3 separate regions of the Anser cygnoides genome follow, and all the other regions are linked to region 3. A link is a contact called in public Hi-C data. All regions are on one chromosome and are shown on one strand. Each heading gives the region's core, a stretch centred on a gene start, on an enhancer-like site or on the middle of the called end of the contact. The rest is flanking DNA. Distances are from core to core; before and after follow the strand shown.

Region 1 (4,548 bases), core at 1,265-3,764, 160 kb after region 3:
AAACTGCAGCAGTTCTCAGCCTCCTGCTTTCTCCTGAAGGAATACCAAAAGGCAGCTTTTTCCCAGATACTGTTTTCACTAGCCCCCAAAAAGTTTTGTGTGAGGCACTTGGAAAAAAGTGAGCTTTAATGTTATTTAAATGCTTAAATGTTGTTTGAATAGCGTGGATTAATTCTTGTGGTTTAATACCAGATTAAAAATAAATGTGCTCTTTGTGGTGTTCCTTGTGTGTGACAAAGACTAGTTTGAGTCTTTCTTGAGCCTTTTGTCTCTTGCTGCTTGTAGATAGCACTTAGGAAAACACATTCCCAGTGGCCCCATAGACTAAAATATCCTTTTGAAACTGAGGATTCCCTCCTCCTTTTTACCCTGGGGCAAATCTAAGTGATAATGTGAAATACCTGCACAGAAACTGGCATCTTTGCTCTCACTAAACTGTGTGTTGCACCTGAGGGCAAAACAGAGGTGTGTGCGTAATGCAGAGCACTTTGGCATGGATCTGAGGTTTCAGACTCTCGCATCATGTGATGATAGCTATTGATTCATGCAAGGGGGAAATTAACTCCCTAAACTCCAGGATGTCGTCTCCCCGAGCACCCCGACACTAATCCCGGCTTTAGGATCAGAGGCAGACGGAGGGGGCAGCTTTTAAAGGGCTGGCTGAGAGAGCTAGCAGAGCACCCCTCCCGGCCGCTGGGAAGTGGGAGAGAGCCTCTTCTGCACGCCACTGCGGACAGAGCCTGCCCCTCGGCTGGGGAGAGCCCAAGGCAGAGCTGCATTTGCAGCTTTTAGGTGGGCTCTGTGTGTGTTGGGGTGCAAGGAGGCTCAGCGCTCCCCAGCGGTCAGAGACCAAGGAACGTCTCACCTTTGGGTGGCTTTGCTGTGGTGGCAAAACCGCTGGTGTGGACTTGGTTGGTCTGAGATAAAGGTGTTTGGGGGTTTCTTCCCAAGCCTGTGACCCTGCTGAGGCAAGAGCAGGGAGACAGCCTGCACGGGCTGGGCGCTCCTGCCAGCCCTCCCGCCCCTCACCGCACCTCCTGGCCCAGCTCTGAAAAAAATATCAGTATGGGCCTAAAATTAAGGAAGGGTAATAACGAGAATTGCAGGCAAAACCTACCCTCTAAAGCAGTGCTTCTGCTTCTGTTCCGTTAATGCAACTCTGGAAGCACCTGATGGAGATCATCTTGGGAGCTACGTAAGCCTACTGCAATACGAGATAGGCTTCTGCCAGCTCTTAACACCCATTCATTTCAACTGCCAAAATGTGCCCCACTGGCTACGCTGAGATTGGAGCCAGGTGTTAATTCAGAGCTGGGGCTGAGTGTGTCACAGGCTGCTTAATCCCATTAGCCTATCCCATAGGGATGGCCTAACCATTTCCAAAATATCAGCCTTCTCAGCAAACAAGCTCATTTTTTGCATCACCTTGTCTGCCCCTGCGTTTTCAGAAATGCCCACCCAAAGTCAGAGCAGCTGCAGTAAAATGGGGGACAGGGACAGCAGGCACTGACCTGAGGAAGAACTGCACTGCCAGGGCATCCTTTTGCACAGAAATCACCCCCTTCTGGGGCGACACTGATTTGCTAGGATTCCCAAGATCTTCCAGCAGTCATCTGAACACAATCTGAATGAGAAAGACTTTTTCAAGAAAGAATTAAATGTCTGTGCAAGATAAGATCTCAATCCACAGCTCACTGAAGTCAGTTTAGGTCTGTTGACTTCAATGGGCCCTGAATCACCACCTCCTGAAAAGAGCTCTGAAGCTAGGGATCCCAGGAAAATACCAAACCCAACAGGAGGAGCAGGGGATTTCAGAAGCAGCTGGCTTCCTTGGGACATTTCTCCGTTTTCCCCACTGGCCTAGTACAAAGAAACATAAGAACAGCCCCACATCATGGCAAGTGGAAGGCAGGCTTGATTTCACACCCCAGCGAAGGGGCCGAGAGCGCTGTGAGTGAAATGTTGGCTGGAGAGGGAAGCCCAGCCAGGCTGACGGAGCAGAAAGTCGGGACTTGAAGCCAGATTTAACTTCAATCTGTTCCATGTTCTGCTTGCTTTTGCTCCCTTTGTTTCCTTCTTATCACTGGCTCCAGAGAGCAATTTGGAGCAGAATTTCTTTCCCTTGATTTCACCCAGAGGACTTGGGCAAAGTAGATGCCCGTCTGGGTGTCTATGCTGAAACTTGGGGGTGTGAATATTGCCCACAATGATGTAGCATTTTCTGGGAACAAAATGCAAAGAGACATTTCCCTTTCTTTTGCAAATTAGGGCTGCTTCAAAAGCTGCTTAGACTCTGGAGTCCTCATAACCCAAGTCAACTGGTCTTTTCTTTCTTTTCTTTAAGCAAGAAGTGATAATTACGACAATATGCAGTATTGTGTCTCTGGGACTTTCATATCCAACTTTAGTGTTTCTAATGTAGCTTCAGTTTCATTCTTTCCCCCCACCCACCCAAGAGGCAAAGGCAGAGATAATTTAGAAATCTTTAGGACTGTTTACATTTTGAATGTTCATGGGGAAACTGCTTTGAAATGAAAATACATTTTAACAAGAATGTTATTGTTTAGTTCTGTTCTGCTAAACATGACTTAAATACACTCAGAGCTTGTGTCTTTATTTATGGATTTGATTGGCAATTTAGGAAACTGCCATTGGTTATTTGAAGAGTGTGTTTATTTAGTGTTACAATTTTGGGTCAGTTCCCCTCAAAGGAAACTTCAAACATATACAATGGCAAACTTGACAAATCATGTCAACACTTGGAATTGGACACTGCTTTCCATTAACTCTTAGGTAAACTAAATCTATCTGCCAGGGACATTTTTTGTTAAGTGGTTATCAGCAGTCGTGCTTTGCCAAGAGATCTTGATTGCTAACCGTTATGTCGTTTTCAGTTTTTAAAAAACATCAAATTAAGTTAGAAGAAAGGTAGAAGAAACGCACAAATGTGGAGGACAGAAGAGGCAAGGTCAGCTCTGTAAAGGTATTTAAGCACCGAAGTCCAATGCAGTGAGAGCAGGGAGGGTAACTCTCACCCGGATTCAGGGTCAGAGGATTAAAGGCCAGTTTCACAGGTAACCGTGCACCTAGTTTGTTGTAATCAGCCAGAATCTGGCGTACACACCGCTTACATACCTCGGCAAAATTTGCTGGCTGACTATTTAGCTTTCAAAATCTGGCCTTAACTGATCTGCCTGGCCTCACCCCGCTGTTGCATCACCACCGACTCCGCTGCTTTGCTGGAAAAGCAAATGACAGCTGCGCTTTGTAGCCAGAGCGTGCTTTGTGCTCACAGAAAGCTGCTGAATACTTCTCTGGGAGCAGAGATAAGGAAACACCTAATTTCTGAATTCTTAACGTGGGTTTGATAGCCGTGGTGTGAAAAAGATGCTGAGCCCCATGCCAGCCATTTTGCATGCCCCAGGCAGGGTACTCAGGTACCAGGCAACTGGGGAGCTTTCAGGGCTAAGCCGCAGCTGAAATGGAAGTACAATTTGGGTTGTACACACCTCTATACAGCCCGTGATGTCTAGCAAGCCACTCGACTGACATTTGCTTGAGGCCACGCTGGGAGGCTGCCCGCACTGCCCTGACCACAGCTCCAGTGAGTGGAGCAGAGCTCAAAGCCCACCGGCAGGTACCAGCGCTGAACACTTCCTAGGTTTGGATCCCAGCTCTTGCATCAGCAGGAAAAGGCTGGCGGGCGAGTGTCTCAAAATTGATAGGAAGCATCTAAGTTTACTGAGTCAAAGGGAGTTGTTCCATTAATATAAATGGGCTCTGAACCAAGCCTTAAGTGATCTGACAGAAGAGCACTGATCTTCAAAGGGACATGCTTACTGAACTCAAAAGCTACAAACAAAGCATTATATTATACAATTTATTTGACAATCACAATTCCTCTTCCCCCACACTTAACCTTGGGAGGACTTCTGAGAGCTTTGGACGTTTTGTTGGAGACCTTACTAATCCGAGTGTCCGACTTCTGGGTCACACCAACTCAAAGTTAATCCCAATTTATCTGGGAATCTCAGCTGGAGGTTTCCCAAGAGTGTCCCTGAGATCTCTGAGGTTTTCAAGCTCCATCTGACTCAGACAACCTTTTAAACTGCTTTTTACAGCATTTAGGTACTTTCCACATCTGGCCCTGAAGCTGGAAATGTGTGAGGCTCAGACCCAGTAAAATATAAACTAAACTTTTATGAACCCCATAAACAAAGAATAAAATAAAACATAAAATCTGTTGGTTTGCAGATTGGCCTGATTCTTTTATTTATTCATTCATTCATTCACTCATTCATTCACTGCCCTTGCATTAAAATAACAAAACTGATTTTGAGTTCAGTAACTTCCTGAGAAATATGCCACTTGTTTGGTTTTGAACCCGCAGTCTAATTCTTAATATACAGAGCACACCATTGCAGACGTAATCAACATTGCTTAGTTAAGCCACATTCCTGTATTTTTCAAAAAGCTGTTTTTTCTCTTTGGGAGAATTCCTGTAAATGATTAGAATGATAACATGGACAGATTAGCTGTTGAAACTCA
Region 2 (4,326 bases), core at 1,067-3,566, 150 kb before region 3:
CCAGCCCAGGGGCTGTGTGGGCTGCAGGGCCAGCACCAGGCCCCCCAAAAAACGCTGCTAGGAGGGTAGGGCATCAGCCCTGGGGCTGCAAACACTGGGGTGGCTACAAAACCACCGCACCGCAACCCAGGCCTGGCTGTCCCTCCTCCATCACTGAGGGGCTGTTGTGGTTCCAGGAGTGTAAATCCACCCATGTCACCACCATTTTGTCATGCTTGCTGCGGGACAAGGACAGGGGACGTGAGACACTGCCAGGTGGGTCGCAGCACCCCGTGCACCTGTGGGACCCAGGCCGTGGGGCTGTGTGGCCACGGGCCGTGTCGGGCTGCCAGCTGCCACCACGAGGTGGCGAGCAAAGGAGCCCGTGGGCGGCCGGGCTGTCCTGTGGGAAGGGTGCTCGGCCTTTGGCCTGCAGCAGGGCGAGCTGGGGGCTTCGCTTTTTCCCTGAGCAGGGATGAGTGCGGGGTGGGGAGCACACACAGGGACACCTGTGGGAGGGCTCGGTGAGAAGCAGGATGTCCAAAATGAGCAGAGCAGGACTTGGAAGCACGGGGCAGTGCGTCCTGTGGCCGCTTAAGCCCCCCCCAACTGAATCCCAAGAGAAGGGCTGGCACTTTCCATCCCCATCTTCCATCTTCTTCCCCATTTTCTGCAGCTGGGCTGGGTGGGAGCAGGCTGGGGGAGCCTTGTTAGTGCTGATGAGCCATGCCTGGAGGGGGGAGGCTCCGTCAGAAGGAGCTGGGCTGGGGCTGCTGCTGTTGCTGAGGGCTTTTCCTGGGTGCCGTGGTTGTGCTACCACAGAAGGTAATTGGTGGGTGCTGGGGGTGGGCCCTGGTCATGGTGTCAGGAGGCTGGTGGCTGCAGGAGCCTGATGGTGATGGTTAGCTGCAGGCTGAAGTCTCGCCCAGCTGGTGTGGTCCTCTGAAGTTACCACATCTCTGGGCGCTGTGGTCCTGTGTGTGTGCAGAGGTCCCCTCTTTGCTGGGCTGGGTGGCTTCTCCTGGCACCCCGGGGCCAGTCTGGTCCCCTGCGGCAGAGGGTAGGGGCAGCTCCCCCCATCCCGGTTTGCAGAAGGCGCAGTGGAACTGCTGAGGCTCAGCCCAGCTGCCCAGGCCTCCCCACGAGCTGTCTTGCAGCAAACACCTGCAGAAGCACCTGCAGGAGCTGAACCTGTAACCACGTGCGAGGGGGAGCTGTAGGGGAAGCTGGGTGAGTCCGCAGGGGTGGCTCTGCCTCACCGTGGCCCTGCTCCTGCCTGGGTCAGGCTGCCGGTGTCTGTGCCTAGGTGTCTGAGCTGTGGAGCAGGGGACACTGCTCCATGGGGCTGAGGCCCTGCAGTCTCCACCAGGAGCCATGCCCATGGCCCTGCACATGCCTGGAAAGCTTTAAAGGGCTGCCCGGCTGTGACTTGCGGGCTCCCATGGTGCTGGCTGTGGGCAAGATGGAAAAGCTCATCCAGCAGTGCTGTCCTGGTGTCTTCCCCCCGCACAGAGGCGTGGGGATTTGCTGGAGAAATTTCCTGTGGAAACCAGCTCACACCTACACTGGAAAAGTTGTCTGCAGAAACAAAAAGGGCATTTTATTTAATAAGTGTACCCACTGGCTTTGTGTGTGAGCTGTCCAAATACCTCTCCAGTGCTGTGATTGGGGCACTTACATGACTGCTGTTTGCCAGCCAGGCTTGGTCCTGCTGCTGGCAGCTTGGCTGTGGGATCCCCAGGAGCACACCCAGCACCACAGCACCAGGGCTGAGTCCTGGCGGGTTTGTAGTGCACAGAAACTTATGGCTGCTTTGTCCTTTTGAGGCAGGAGGTGAGCAGAGAGACTGGAGTTATTTCGTGCTGCTCTTACCATTTATATATTAAGAGATAAGTAGCACATTATGTTAACAACCAAACAATATGTGATAAACTGGAACTAGCAGTCCTAGTGGAGCCAGAAAGCTTTATCTTGGTTGTTAGATGGACCACAGGGGTGTCCCTGGCTGGAATGAGCACCGACACTGCCAGCTTTACCTTGCCATCAGAGGTGAAGTTTGCTCAGGCTCACCCTGAGCCCCTTGGCAGGTATCCAGAGGGGAGGTCAGTCAAGGTTACCGGGGTTAAACATTGATGGCAGTAGAGGGCTCCAAGGCGTGAGCGAAGCACTGTCGCCTAGTGGTAGCATTAGCTGAACCACGGGAATCTGAGCCTTGGTGCTCAGAGCCTGTGCTGGGGCAGCTCAGCCTCCTGGGGGAGGTTTAGGCTAACACAGCACCAAGAGTGTGCCCGTGACCAGGACTGCAGCTGGGAGGGGTAATGGTCACGTAAGTCCTGTCAGCATGCTTGTGCATCCCTGGGGGGGCTCCTTGCACCATTAATGCCCAGCCTCCCTGCAGCGGTTACCTGAAACGCCGTCTCTGAGACGAGATGTACTTTTAACACAAACAAGCCATCCAGCAGCACAAACAAATCCTGCTCTCCTTCATGCAGCGTCGGCGCTAAGTGACCCAAGGCAGCCTGCCCTCTGGTCGTGCTGCTGCCTGTCCCGGCCGGCTGGGCACCCGGCCTCGTGTGAAGGGACTTTGTGCTGCTTGGTGCAGGATGGGGCCGTGCCGTGCCCACCCCATGGCTTTGGCTGGCAGGGATCAGTGCCAGAGGGAGCAGCCTGGCTCTCGAGGACTGATTTCCTTCACCACATGGGGCTGGTTTGGGCAGGGAAGGAGCTGCCAGATGGACAGCATGGTGTGGCGAGACACAGGTCTCCCTGCAGCCCTACTGCAGTCCCTGGGCTGCGCACCCTGAAGGCAGCACTGCCCCTGTGCCCACCGGCAGCAGCCCCCTGCCCTGGGGAAGGCTGTGGTGGGGTAGGGGCTATTTCCCAGTGCCCCGTAACTGTACAGGTGAGTACACACGTGCTTGGATTTCTTTGTTCCCAAGAACTGAAGCATGCTGGCAGCCTGGGCTGTCTGCCCCTGCCAGCCATGGCCGGAGCCACCCAGCATCTTCCCTTCCCTGGCCTGCCCGCTCCAAACCCAGACCAGGCAGGACAGAGAAGCACAGATCCCACCAGGAAAAATCAATGGTTTTTTTTCAGGGTGGGATCTGGAACCCACCAGCCTGGTAGGGCTGAGGGGCTCCAGCCTCCCCATGGCAGCCCTGCCAGCCCCCTCCTCACACGGCCAAGCCCCAGGGACCAGCATGATCCCTGTAATTTCTGCAAAACTGGCATCATCTGCCCTGGGAATTTGCCGAAAAAGGCTGAATACAAACAAAGCCGATACGTCCCTTGGTCAATTTAACAAAGTGGCGCGTGCGTTCCTCTCGGAAAATAAAATGTTTACTCTGGTGGATGTAGTGCTAGGTTAATACATTTGGGTGAAATGTTCTTGGACCAAAGTACAGCCGTACAACCGATGCAGGAGTCCGACAAGTCGCAAAGCAAACATGTTACGCCAGCGGGTGAGCTGGAGCCGCATTCCTCAGTGTTTGTGCCCAGCGTGGGCGACCCTGGGATGGAGGAGCTGGTGGGGGAGCTGCTAAGTGACCCCTCCTTTTAATTAAAACAAGTGTCTCATTAGGCTTTTTAAGGTTCAGCATTCATTAATATGCAGGTATAAATTCACTTACTTTAGAGCTGCCTCTTTCCTACACCTGCTGGTCATGTTTTTGTGGTCAGTCTCGTATTTTTCTCCCATTGCACTAATTTTCTTTGTGTTCATAGAGCTGCTGTGCGAGGGGGGCCTGGGGAAGGCTCTGCCTTGGTCTCTGAGCTGCTGCCAGCGCTGGTTTGGGTCAGCGCAGGACCTGGGGCTCTGCTCTCCTCCAGCCCTGCCGCTCCCTTCCCATCAGCTTCTACCCTTGAAGTAATTGGCGTCAGGCAGCCTGGTAGGCCTGGGGGTTGCCGGTGAAGATTATGATCCAAAGAAATACATATTTTTTGACTAAAAACAAACACAGAGTGCTGTTGAGTTCTCGCTGCTAGCCTGGGTCAGGCCTGAGGCCTGCTTAGTCCCTTCCTCGGGGCTGGAAAGCTGCAGATGTCCCACAGCCTGGAAACAAAACCTGCCCTGGGAGGAAATGCCTTCCTGCCGCCCCGCTGGGAAGCCTGACTTTTTCTGTCCCCCTTTTTTAAAGCATCTTTTTAAATGTGGCTTATCCACCATTTCAGCTGGAGTCAGGGTGGGGAACACTGCTGGAAAATTGGGCTTGGATTTGGGCGTTTCCTCTGTGAGACCTGGAGGGGTGGTGTTGTCTTATCTCTCCTCAGTCTCCATTGGCAACGCCTATGTATGAGCTGCCGAAATGGTTACTTCATCTTAGCCTTTTGTTTTGTTTCACCGGAAAC
Region 3 (4,463 bases), core at 1,733-4,232:
TCCTGTAGTCTATGAATTTTCTCTGAAGAAAGGAACCTTTTGAGTGTTCAAAACCTAATAAGTTTTCATTTGCACAAATAACACTTTTTATTTTAACTACTTATTTCCTAATGATCACTTTTTTCTTGATATTTCAGCTTTCAGTATGACCTATATGATTTGGAAATAATGACAGAATCAAAACATTAATAATAATAAGCCACTTACTATATGTAGACTTCTCCGAGGTATCTTAAGCATACAAGAAATGTCATTGATTATATTGTCCACAACACTCTGGCTACCAAACAGTTGTGTATCTGAGTAATATATATCTCTATCAAGACAAAATATTTATTTGTAATTACAATACTGATAAAACTGTCAGATTATGAGAACAGAGAATAACATTTTACTGAGGGCATGGATAATGAAATCAGTGTAAAGCATTTAACATATAGAAATCTGTTATCCTAAAGGTATACATCCTAGAGGCTGTTTGTTTTTCACAGTGGCATTCTTAAAATAAAACTTTATTTGAAATTATAGAAAGGCACTGTTACCTTTTAGTTGCATAAGTATTGCTCTGCACCATCTTGTAGATCATAGATAATATTTTGAGCATCAGAGCTGAAAAAATACACTTCAAAAATTTTAATTGTATCAATTTTCAGAAATGCACATACTATAATTTTTGTTTATATTGACCCATATTTGTGTCTTATAACATAAAACACTGAAACATGAATACAATTAGTGCATGCATTGTAATATGCCATGAAAATACAGAGAGATTGTGCTAACAGACTCAATAATTTCTAGCATAATTAGAAAAAAATATGATGGAGTTAAGTTAGGGAATATATGCCTTGTTATCAAGGCCAAGAAATTAATTGACAGATTTAGAAAAATAAATTAGCTTATTGACCATATTCCTAGATCACTTTACCAGTTAGCTTTTTGAAGAATGGTTGTATTTTTATATGACAACCTTGTGTATATGCCTTCAGCTGATATTCAGTCAGGGAGGGTAGAAACTGTAAGATCTTTGTATTGATTTCACTGTCACACCATAATTTAATAGAGAAAAGCTGAAGGGCTGGTCATAATTGCAAGTTTTATTAGTCTTACACTCCTAAAGCACAAGACAAAAAAATATTTCTTTTACGAAGTTTCAAACTAAAATACAAGAAGAAAAAAAAAAAAAGGTAAGAATTCTGATTTTGAACTTTTGTTTTTTTAACTTACCGAACTTTGGTGCTGATCTAGGGCAGTCACTTCTTATTTGTTTTGTAGTACAATACGGTATCATCTGTAGACCTACAGAATCTTTAAATCTGATACATTGCAAAATACAGTAAAACTGTAAACTTGAAGTGAGAATGTGTAAATTACTCTAAGATAATTCAGATGAAGACCCTTTTCCTAAAACCATATATGCTAGCTCTATTTTCAAACTCAGTACAGACTACTAACAAAAGAATACACAACACAGGAAAAAAATGTGACTCATTATTAGTATACAAGTCAAATTTAACACAGTAACTTTCTGATGTAGAATGTATGAGAAAGTGTAATTATTTAATATTACAATAATATGATCTGATTTATGCCCTTATTATCAAAATAATTAGATTTCATTTTTGGAATTTTTGGAAAGAAAAATGGGGGGCATCCTATTCTCTAAACGGTTCACTCATCTAAATGAGCTCCACCATTTAATTTTTAACCTCTTCATACCTGAAGGTACACATTTCACCAAAAGAATCACTTGTTTTCTTAACAACAGCTCATTCTAGTGTCCTATTTTAATGGCTGTCCTCTCTATAATGCATTGTTTTTCATTTTAGGCTTCTGTACATGTTTTTAAAAAGTACCGATGGTAAAATGACCATTATTTTATACAAAGCCACATAACGTTTTTAAATTTTTCTTTGTCAAAGGTTTTGCTCCATGCATCCTTTGGGTGGCAGAACACACCACAGCGCTGTGTAAGGCACAGGAGCAGCAAACAGCGCAGTGTAGCATCTGCCTTTCCGCTTCAAAGCAACTTTCTTGCCTTTGTTCTGCAACATTGAAAACGTGTGTATGCCTTGTTCCCTACACTGTAACTGCACCGAATGAAACTTTGCCCATTGCTCTGTTAGGGTAAATAAGGAACACTTCGTTTTAGAAACATTATACTCAAGAACCTGATCAGTTTGACTCCCGCAGATAACTCACGAAGAAAACCTTAACCTAACTGTATATCAGATACCCAGCGATTTTTCCTAGTACTGCATTTATCCCAACAGAACGGTTTTCTGTAAAGTCTTTCCACTCCAGGAAAACTGTATTTATCTATTTATTTTAACAGAAATTTGCTCAGCGGAAACCAATTGTACTGCTTTAGGCCTGGCATTCTCACCGATTGACCTCATTCTCAGGTAAATATCTCTCTGGGTATCTACAAATGTTTACAAGGCACATTTCAAACATGAAATAATTCTCTCATTTCTACAAGCTCCTGCCCCGCAGATTCCAGTTGTGCAGATTAGGAATGGAAATGCTGCCTAAATAAGGAAAAATATGCCCCACTAACTATATTTTCTATCATTCCTATTACATTAGGGGGAGGGGTGTTTTTATTTTTATTTGCTTATTTATTTTTATTTTAATCTTCTCAGAAATCCTGTTGTATTAAACCAGTATGCACATCATTTTTCAATGGAATGAATATGTAAGTTTACATTTCTCCACCATAAATAATGTTTCAACTTTTTAAATTTGATTGATGTGTCTTATTTTTAACATACTGTGATGTTAACTTGTTTTAATACGAACATTTTTCCCCCTACGTGTTCTGATGGCAAATAACATCTCACATTTGTTTTTCTAGCCTGAAATGCCATTTTCTCCAAGACTGCCAAAAATTGCAAAGCTTTGTTATAGTATTTTAATTTTACAGACATCTGAGTGAAACACTTTTTGTCAAGCTACCAGGGCAGAAATGACTAAATTCACAAGCATTTCAGTTAACTGATTACCTTCAGGCCCTTCAGGTTTTCTGACTGACAGAAATTTATTGTTCTCATTAAATGAGTATTTCACCGAAGTGTAATGCTTGGGAGGTTTGCTGTGCTTTTGCAATCTGAATGTTTGTAATGTGCCCACTTACAAGCACCTCTGCAATCTTATTGATCTAAATAACCTTTAACACACTGATGCCCAAAGCCATTACAAGACAAGAAATAGATTTTTTTCTTCCTCTATCCTTTTGCTTCCATATTATAGAAAGCAATTACTTTCTCAGTTTCAGGTATTTTCAATTGAAATGAGTGCCTTGGAAAAATACTGTTGCACAGGCAACTTCTACAACTCTGTGTTATAAAGGACAGATTGCTTTTCCTCTGATCCTGTGTGGGTAAGCTGGCATGAGATATGAAATTTAGACAACAATTCAGAAACTTGTTTTACTTTATTTGGCTAGTGATGGACTAGGAAAAGTATACGGACACAAAGACAAGGTAAGAGAACAGTATCTTCTCTGAAGAATACAAAGAGGATAAGTTTATCACTATCGTTTGAAAAAATAAGATACCATAAAGAAAAGCAGAGAAAAAGAAAACAGGAAGCACAAAAAGTTGATTGGAAAATGAAATTGCTAGCAATTGTTTCCAGCCTAAAAGAGATTTTTTTAAATCAAATACAACTTATCATTTCTGTTTTCTACTGCACCCAGAAAGTGAATGCATTTAGGTCCTCTTTCCTTTCTGACCCCTTTTAAACAAGTTTTACATTCACCTTTATGTTAGTGGTCTGCTGTTATTTGACTAAACGCACAAAACCTGTCTATGCAGATTGAGTACTAAGCATCACTTTTTATTTGCCCATTATTTTTTTTAAGAAGCCAAACTATTTATTAACTCTAATACTTACAGAACTACGTAAGATTAACTTTTCTAGACATTATACAAACAAATTTATATTCATGGCATTTATAATAATATAAGGCAGGACTTTAAAATATATAAAACTTACTCAATATTCCTCCAATCTGATCTCCTAGTTACTGTGAGAACAGGTGCTTTTTTTTTGGACAAGCTTTCAAGTACATCTTGAATAACATTTTCAATTGCTTCAAGAACTTCAGAACTGAAAGAAAGAAAATTAATGATACAATTCATATGATTAAATATAGTTCCACTTTGCATTTTGATCATCTGCCCTCATCCCTACAGAATCCATTTAATTCAAAACTGCTTTAAGAATATATTTGTTTCAAAAACATAGGGATCAAAAATGCTTGCTTTTGAATTTTCTTTTCCTTAGTTTCCCTAAAATATTGGATTTTCTATTTTAGATGCATAACTGAGAACACAATTAAAAGTACATTTCTATTCAATCCTTAAACCATCAAATTTTTCAACAGATGAACTTTTAGACCAACTGGCTGCTTCATGACTAATGATTAATGTTTTACTTTAAATGATGTAATATTGGCT

Evidence for each region. Hi-C and Micro-C count contacts between places; a contact is called where the count stands out from the background.
Region 1: a contact with region 3 is called in a Hi-C map of liver, with 2.8 times the contacts expected there. The contact joins two enhancer-like sites. A contact is called at or near these places in 2 of 7 Hi-C or Micro-C datasets (both in liver).
Region 2: a Hi-C map of liver shows a contact between it and region 3, with 10 times the contacts expected there. The contact joins two enhancer-like sites.

The regions. Positions count from the first base shown.
Region 1 is chr16:6,252,692-6,257,239 of Taihu_goose_T2T_genome, forward strand. The region is part of intron 4 of SPO11 (SPO11 initiator of meiotic double strand breaks); the gene reads right to left. Among named protein-coding and RNA genes, the nearest start is that of BMP7, 130 kb to the left of the region's middle. Within about 2 kb of position 2,515, at least 2 of the 3 cell types and tissues checked have open chromatin away from gene starts, as enhancers often do. A contact at or near this core is called in liver, where this site is marked.
Region 2 is chr16:5,948,320-5,952,645 of Taihu_goose_T2T_genome, forward strand. No RefSeq gene overlaps it. Among named protein-coding and RNA genes, the nearest start is that of PCK1, 21 kb to the right of the region's middle. Within about 2 kb of position 2,317, at least 3 of the 3 cell types and tissues checked have open chromatin away from gene starts, as enhancers often do. A contact at or near this core is called in liver, where this site is marked.
Region 3 is chr16:6,096,554-6,101,016 of Taihu_goose_T2T_genome, forward strand. It overlaps SPO11 (SPO11 initiator of meiotic double strand breaks), which reads right to left. Exons shown (of 19, transcript XM_066978361.1): 8 at 4,000-4,113; 9 at 1,228-1,316; 10 at 543-609; 11 at 208-316. Among named protein-coding and RNA genes, the nearest start is that of RAE1, 12 kb to the left of the region's middle. Within about 2 kb of position 2,983, at least 1 of the 3 cell types and tissues checked has open chromatin away from gene starts, as enhancers often do. A contact at or near this core is called in liver, where this site is marked.